2 separate regions of the Sus scrofa genome follow, and region 2 is linked to region 1. Evidence: chromatin contacts called from public HiChIP or PLAC-seq data. All regions are on one chromosome and are shown on one strand. Each heading gives the region's core, a stretch centred on a gene start, on an enhancer-like site or on the middle of the called end of the contact. The rest is flanking DNA. Distances are from core to core; before and after follow the strand shown.

What was found. HiChIP or PLAC-seq counts read pairs in DNA pulled down with a chosen protein or histone mark.
Region 2: an H3K27ac HiChIP or PLAC-seq map of alveolar macrophages shows a contact between it and region 1. The contact joins the promoter of JUNB here to the promoter of LYL1 in region 1. A contact is called at or near these places in 1 of 47 Hi-C or Micro-C datasets (heart right ventricle) and 1 of 2 datasets of contacts at active chromatin or transcription factors (alveolar macrophages).

The regions. Positions count from the first base shown.
Region 1 is chr2:65,948,826-65,952,716 of Sscrofa11.1, reverse strand. LYL1 (protein lyl-1) reads right to left here and starts at 2,109. Exons shown (of 6, transcript XM_005652880.3): 1 at 1,165-2,109; 2 at 528-534; 3 at 105-219; 4 at 1-102. The coding sequence starts at 198. It overlaps TRMT1 (tRNA methyltransferase 1), which reads right to left. Exons shown (of 17, transcript NM_001243450.1): 16 at 3,764-3,891; 17 at 3,394-3,570. The coding sequence ends at 3,421.
Region 2 is chr2:66,217,570-66,221,913 of Sscrofa11.1, reverse strand. JUNB (transcription factor jun-B) reads left to right here and starts at 2,479. Exons shown (of 1, transcript XM_005674483.3): 1 at 2,479-4,344.

The DNA of each region.
Region 1 (3,891 bases), core at 860-3,359:
TGTGGCCCAGGCTGATCACTGGCACACCAGGGGGCAGCCTGGGTGGTGAGGAGCCTCTGTGGCCCACCTCCTCTGCCTTTGGGGGCCCCGGTGAGGCAGGCTTGGGGGTGGGGCAGGCACTGGGCTGGGGGCACACACCATCTTGGCCTTCTCCGTCATGGTGGGGCCCACCTCTGCCTGGGCCTCGGGTGGGCACATGGACCCCAAGGAGGAGCTCACCTGTGCGAGGAAGGAAGCCAGTAGAGTGGGGAGGGGAGAATCAGAAGCTACCCCCCACCCTTAGTCCATTTGAGGGTCCTCAAATGGGAGAGCAACGTGGCGTGGGGGAGGGGGGGAGGATGGCAGTTCAATAGGCAAAGGCTGATGGGGGATGGGTCCAGAAACTACCAGGACATGAGAGGGGGTCCAACACAAGGGCAGGAGGTGCCGGGCAGCGCTGAGCTCAGCAGTAGTGCTTCTGAGCTGTCGGTGAGGCTTCAGCTGTGGAGCCCCTGAGCAAATTCCCTTTTTCCAGAATCCTCTCTCACCTGGAGCCTGGAGGGAGGGACAAGGAAGGAAATCCTTGATGGACCCTGTGACCCCAGAAGGCTCCCTGTGACCCTCAGATCTGATCCCGAGATTCTTCATTGATACCATGTGACCTTGGAGTCCCTCCACCGTTTTGACTGCTCCATCACTGACCACTGTCCCCAGGCTGACCATGTGGCCTTCAGCTATAACTCTGAGGCTCTTCCCATTGTCTCCATGTCAGACTCTGAAAGTCCTCCGTAATCACTCCAATGACCACTCCCCCTAAAAACATCCCCCTTACTAACCTTGCAACCCCACCTCTGACACTATGACTCCAAATGCTAGCCCTACTGCCCAGTACAAAGTCAGGTTCCAGTCCTCCCTCTGGCTTTGGTGTCCTCCCACCCTCCCTACCCCATTAGCATTCACCCCTGTGCACCCTACTCACACAGCCCTGGTCCCTCTTGGCCCCATGGCCCAGCGTCCCAGCAATGTCTGGGATTCCTGACCCATCTGCCCTGTCTTCCCTAGCTAGGCAGTGGGGAAGCTGGCCTGACCTCTTACTTAGTGGGCCCCCCAGATGAATGAAGGAAGGAACGAATGAATGAATGCAGGTGGGTCCAAGATCCCGCTTCAGGCCCACACCACTCTTACCCCAGCACTGGTCCGGCTGCCTGCTGATGGGCCCTGATTCGGTCCTTCAGGGCCAGGATGCGGTTACGGCTTCAGGCAGGCGCTGCCACCCCGCTCCGGCCTCTGCGCTCCTTACCGCTGGCAGCTGGCCGCCTTGTCTGGGCCGTGGCATGGGGCCGCCTCTCTTCTTCGGCTCCCAAGGGCCACCGCGGCGGCAACAGCGTAGGTCCCTCCAGGGAAAGTGTGCAGCTCTGGGCCGCCCGCCCTCTCCCCGCCCCTGGCGGCCTGGTTTCCTCCCTCTCACCCCTGGCGCAGTGGCCAGAGGATGCTGGGCTAGTGCAGATAAGGGCCTGGCCGCGCCTGATAAGGAGCCGGGCTGACCCCGGAGGAAACCGGCAGGCGGGCAGGCGGGGATCTCCGAGCGCGCGCGGGCCTCATGGCCCCGCCCCCCGCTGGCACATGCTGGACGGTCTGTCACCCCTCAGGGCCTTACCTTCCGTCCCCCAGGCACTAGAGGATCCTGGCCCTAGTGCACACCCCTGGGCCCGAGGTGCCCAGATGCACACAGAAGAGAACCAAGGTAGGGCTGCAGTGGCCCCTATGTCACTCGGGTTTGTCCTCCAGCTTTGAATACCCCTTGCTGTGTCTGTACTCATGAGGGTGGAGAGCCCTTTCCGGCCCCGCTGGGGCCTCGTGACCTGGGGCCCCCTTCTCCTCACCCTGCCTGGTTCCTCTTTCTACAAAGTGCTTCCCGCGCCTTTCTGCCAACCCCACCCCGGTGTGGGGCACTGACTGGAGGGCAGTTCTGCCAGTCTGGCCTTGGGTGTCCACCCTAGGCAGGTGTCTTGGGCCCCCAGTGCACCATCCTCACCACCTTGCCAGGCCTAGGAGGGTGAGAGGAAGTGCCACAGCTGGGGGAGATTTCCTATGGTGCCAGAGCTGGCAGAACTTTCTCTAACAGGTGCCCCCAACAGGTTCCCACAGTCCTGGGCCTCTATATCACAGGATCACATAGTCCCAGCTTGGAGATCCCTGGCCCTCATCCCACGGTGCTGACCACTTCAGGGTGGGCAGCGACAAAGAGATGTGGAGTAAATAATCTTGGAATGGCGGTAAAACTCAAAATCCTGCCGGACCTCACGAAGAGAGGGCCACCAGATACAACTAAGTAATCAGTGGACAACACTGTTGTTTATCCCCAGCACCCTCCCACCTGGGTCGGTCAAGCTCTGCCCAGTGTGTATCTGGGTGACTGCAGGAGCCGCAGGTAGGCCCTCAGCTGCCACCATCACCACCCTCTTAGGAATCAGGTGAGGCTCAGGACCCCACAAGCCACAATCCTACTGTCCCAGAGAAGCAAGAGTACAGTCCTAAGCATCTGTTAACAGTGGTATCCAAGCTAATAGGATGGGTTCTGGAATTAGGTTCATTTTACAGATGGGGATGAAGCAAGGTGAAGGGTGCTTGCAGGTCCCACAGCTACCACGTGGCAGGATGGCGATTGGGCCCCAGGCCTCTCTGTTAACACACCAGCCCCCTGCCCCCCCCCGGGGGGGAGGGGTTGCAGCAAGCTGCCGGGTGCCTCAGTGTGCAGCCTGAGGGGCCGCAGGGCAGGAAGCACCTGGTCTGGAGCGGATGCGCAAGGCGCCTGGTTCCGGTCTGGCTTCCGCCAAGGCCCCAGCGGGGAGCCGGGAGCGAGAAGTCCATATGGGGGCGCGGTGGCTAGAGCACCCGCCTGTGCGCGTGCCCGCGTTCTGGGAGCACTGAGGGATGCTGGGAGGATGGGAGGAAGAGGAAGGGGGTAAAGGCCCTCGCGGGCGTGAAAGCACGGCTGCCGCCCCGTGGCCACCTCAGGAACCGCAGGTGCCGGCAAATGGGTGGCTGAGCACCTTGCAGGCAGATGATCAGCTCCCGCCTCCCCAGCACACAGAATACTCCATTCAGAAACACTGACAGGGAAGTTCCCTTGTGGTGCAATGGCTTAAGGATCCAGCTTTGCCACATATGTGGTGAGGGTTGCAACTGCAGCATGGGTTCAATCCCTCGCCCAAGAACTTCCACAAGCTGAGGGTGCAGCAAAAAAAAAAAAAAAAGAAACACTGACACACTGACAGGACCTCATTCAGGCCGGGACAAACCAACCCCAGAGGCACAGAGCTCCCCATGGAGTTAAAACAGATGGACAGACCCCAGACAGGCAGCTAGAGAGATGAGCAGAGCCCCTCAGGCAGATAGACAGACAAATGACAGTCAGGGGAAGGTGAAAACTTTATTCGCTCAATCTATGCCTAGACCAGAAGCAGCCCCAGGCCCAAGGGGGTTTTGACTGGGGGCCTCTGGACAGTCAGTGGGGGTAGCTTCAGCAGTGGCCTTGGGTGTCTGGGAGCTATGCGAGTAGCAGCACTGGTCCCCCCGTTGACAGGTGCCCTGGTGAGAGGTATGGTGGGTGTGAATGAACCCAGGCCTGGAACTTGGCAACCTCTGCTGGGTTCTTGTCCTAGATGGAGAGCTCACTCCCACACACTCACCTGGCCCTGGTTCTCCCAGCTCTGCCTGGCCCTGCCCTGTTGCTGGGAAGGGAACCCATGTGTGCTTCGGTGTGGGTTAGGGGGCACCTCACCTCCTTGAACCTCTTGCAGGGAAATGTCTTGAGCCGAGCAGCCCGCTGGGCTGGGTCCTCAGGTGGCTCTTTCCGCTTATTCTGGAGCAGCCTGCGTCTCTCTTCCATAGCTTCTTCGCCTGCTGCCT
Region 2 (4,344 bases), core at 1,230-3,729, 270 kb before region 1:
TTCGATCCCTGGCCTTGCTCGGTGGTTTAAGGATCCAGCGTTGCCATGAGCTGTGGTATAGGTCGAAGAGGCGGCTCAGATCCCGCATTGCTGTGGCTGTGGAGAAGGCCTGTGGCTACAGCTCCGATTAGACCCCTAGTCTGGGAACCTCCATATGCTGCAGGAAGCCGCCCTAGAAAAGGCAAAAAGACAAAAAAAGAACACTGTTGGAACCAGACCCACACACGTAAACACACTAGCAAGATGACCAACTCAAGAAGATATGCGGAGGCAAGAGAGACGAACATCAACCTATGGAGAGAAGGATGGAAGGATACATACACCATGACAGACAACCCACCCTCCCTGACGCCAAGTTGCATACACACTCAGAAATGCTCTGAGTGGAGTTCTGTTGTGGCGCAGTGGAAGCAAATCTGACTAGGAACCATGAGGTTATGGGTTCGATCCCTGGCCTTTCTCAGTGTGTTAAGGATCTGGCATGCCATGAGCTATAGTGTAGAGCACAGACATGGCTCGGATCCGGTGTTGCTGTGGCTCTGGCATAGGCTGTCAGCTGTAACTCTGATCCCTAGCCTGGGAACCTCTATATGCCGCGGGTGCAGCCCTAAAAATACAAAAGACAAAAAAAAAAAAAAAAAAAAAAGGAAATGTTTTGAGGGACACCAAGGCTCAGCCTTACGAATACACACTACCTCACCGATAACACACACATCAGACCCTTTGGCAGATCAGGCAGATGTAAGCAAACAGACATATTCACAGACATGGTCTAGCCAGACAGTCACACCCAGCACAGAGAAGCATGGACAGGCCACAGTCGGACATTCATAAACACATTGGACAGAGACACCCTAACAGAACCTGCTGGCATGCATGCATGTGTGTACACCACACACACACACCCCAGCCACAGAGCCCACAGACACACATGGGCCAGCCACAGACCCCACACTCACACACACACCTCAAACAGGCAAGCCCTAAACCTCACATACACAGACACACACCAGACACAAACAGGTTAGCCATATGAACTCCAAAACAACCTATACTTGTGCATCTAGGCCAGCCACATGCAACCTATTCCATAGATCATACACACACACAAACACACACACCTTCCCCCCCTCACCCCCACCCAAACCAGACAGGCCCTACACACCCCTGTGGGGCTGGGCCAACAAACAGACACATACCCTGAGAAGATGCCTCACACACACTATCACAGGCCCTGACAGGCCAGCCACACACAAACCCACAGCCAACCAGACACACATGCGCCCTTGGACCTTGCTTAGGTGCTGTGAGGCTCTGGGCTTCCCAGCCCATATCTCTAACCCCACCCAGAAATCCTGGTGCTTCCTCTCTCCAACATTGTCACCCCCCACACTGTTTGTCACTTCCCCTAGGAGGCCCAGTTCAACAGCCTCAGGCTTTCATAGGGTGTGGGCCTATTTTCTCAGCACATCCCCTGAAAATGAGGTACCCAGGATCTCAGCCAGGCTCAGGCCCCCCAAGACTTCACCAGCAGCATGGAGGGGGGGTGACAGAAACAGCTTTGTGGGAAACTCCCCTCGTGCCCAGCTGAGTCAGCCTGAGGAGACAAACTCTCCTCTCCTTCCTGCTTCCAAGAAAACTGAGCAGCTTCCTCTCCAGGAGAGGGGTGAGGGACCCCCCAAACCACAGAGATTGGGTAGGGAAGCTGCTGGCAAGCCAGGGTTCCTGGGGGGAGGGCCTCCGTGATTCTCAGCCTTTTCCTGCCAGCTGCCTGTCCACACCCAGGGGCAGGGACGAGGGAGTCTGGGTGCTGTGACTTGCGGGTTCTCGCCCTGGCCTGCCCACTGGCTGACTCACCAGCAGCCCCCAGCCCAGTTTTCTATTAAGGGCCCTGCCAGCCAGTGGAGCCGGCTGTGTGTGTGGGGGGGGGGGTGGGGGGGTGTCACCAGGCTATTTATAAGAAGGAGAAGTCCCTCCTGCCAAGGCCAAAAGCCCCAGAGAGACCTGTGGGTGGGGGTGGGAGAACTTCCTCCTTATCCAGTCCCCTAGGCCCCCGGGCCCTGGGCATGAGGGAAGCCTGGACACAGACTCCTTGGGCAGATGCTGGTCTGGAACCCAGGGCCTGGGCAGTCCCCAGCTGCTAGTCTGGGCACCCAGGGCTGATGGAGGAGGGGGCTCTCCTCTCTGGGCCAGCCTTGGCGCCAGTGGGACGGCGTGAGGGGGTGGTGCCCAGGCCACAAGGGTGAGACTGGCAGGGGCCTGGAACCGGCTGTACCAGCTCAGCTGGGCCCCCGCCCTCCCTCACTGGCCCATCCCCACCCCCTGCTCAAACACCCGTGCAGAGTGCAGAGAGTGACCCGACCCCACTCCAACATGCCGGCCTGCCCCCAAACACACTAGCACCCCTCTGCCCTGTGCCCAACCCTGTTTGTCTAAAGGATAAAGGAGACCTTTTTTTTTTCTCTTTCTTTTTCGGGACCCAGGTGTGGCATATGGACGTTCCCAGGCTAGGGGTCGAATCAGAGCTACAACTGCCGGCCGGCCTACACCACAGTCACAGCGATGCCGGCTCCGAGCCACTTCTGCGACCTACGCTACAGCACAGGGCAACTCTGGACATCCTCATGGATACTAGTCGGGTTCTTTTCTGCTAAGTCTCTATAGGAATTCCAGGAGACTCTTCTTGAAAGGGCCTGCAGAACTTGACAAACAGCTGGCACTGCATAAATGCCTCTCTAGTTGTGATTATCCACACAAAAAGAGCTGAAATTCTGGAGTCAGACATCTCAAGTTCTAGATCAATTCCAGTGCTTATAGCTATGTGACATGGGGCAAAGTTCCTTACCTTTCTGTTCCTAAGTTTTTTAGTCTGTTAAATGGGGATACAAAGAGCATGCATTTCGCTGGATTGTTGGAAACAGGCAATGAGTTATTCCATGTAAACCACTTAGAAGAGTGCCTGGCCCATGGTAAGAGCCATATAAGTGTTAGCTATTAAAATAATAATTATTATTTCTCAGTCTGTTGGCCTGTCTCAAGAGTCTCTGAGTTTGCATGACTCTAATCTTGCATCTCTCCCTGCCCTGACCCCCACCCCCATACATCCACTTTTCCTTGCTCAGGCCTTGCCCTCCATCTCTACGCTCATGGGCCAGTCTTGCCTCTCTCCAAGGCTCCCCTGGCACAGCCAGCTTCAGCACTGGTCAGGGATGACTCACTGTGTACTCCTAGCCTGTGGGACCTGCAGGTTAGCCTCCTGAGATGCTGCCCTCCAACCAGACCTGCCCAGCCCCCCAACACTACCCCGTTGCGCCCCCGCAGGGCCCAGCCAGATGTCAGCTGCAGTTATTAGCATGGGCGGGAGACACAGGCCTGGCAGCATGCCTGCCAGACTCAGCGGCCACTGGAATCTCCCTTGAGCCTGGGGAGGGGGAGGGGAGCAGTTCAAGCAAAGGAGGAGGGGAGGGGGTACCCAGAGGTCACAAGGACCCTCCAAAGATGGGGACACCCCCAGCTTCTCATGGGACCTTCCTCCCCAACACCACCACCGGCTCTGCTGGACTTCCCCCTGCCCCCACATAGCTCAGTTTCTCTTTCGCCTCTTTCGTTTTCCTTCTCTCCTCCACACTTGGTGAGCTGTGTCTGCCCTACAAAGGCTGGCTATCTCCTCTCCCTCAGCCTAAGTCTACCCTAAAGAAACTTCCATGTTTCCAAAAGATAGACATGTCTCTTTCAAGACAGAGAGGAGACAGATACTGAGAGGCTCATCTCTGGTTCTAGTGGCTCATAGCCTACCTCCTGGAAGTCCCACCTTAAGTATAACTAAAGCCTCAGCATCTAAACCTTCACCCATTTTGGGGAAGAGGCTCTGGAGAGGTTCCCTCAGATTCGACTCATGGATTTTCAGGTCCTCTCTGTCAGCAGGGGAAGGGAGCCCTCAGATGAGGGAGTGTGGATCCCCCTTTGGGTATTCTGGATGGTGAGGAGACCCTCACACTAAAATAGGAGTAGGGCCTCTCACCCACGTGAGTGAAGGAGGAAGCACCCCAGCCCCTAGGGATGTATTTGGGGAAGGACCCCAGATCTCCTGGCAGAAAGTAAGGGCACCCAGCATGAGGTAGGAGGCCGTCGTGCCCGCCCGCCCAGGCGCCGGGGTCGCCCAGAGGCATTGGCGCGCCCCTTCTGCGCCCATCGGGCCGGGGGCGAAGTCCGACCCAGGCCCGCGGGCAGGCGCGGACCTGCCAGGCTGGGTCGGGCTGGGCAGGGCCTGGCAGGACGCGGCCCCAGAGCGGCTGGGTGGGGCTGGGCCAGGAGGCCGTGGGGGCCCCGGGGGCGGCGGTCGGG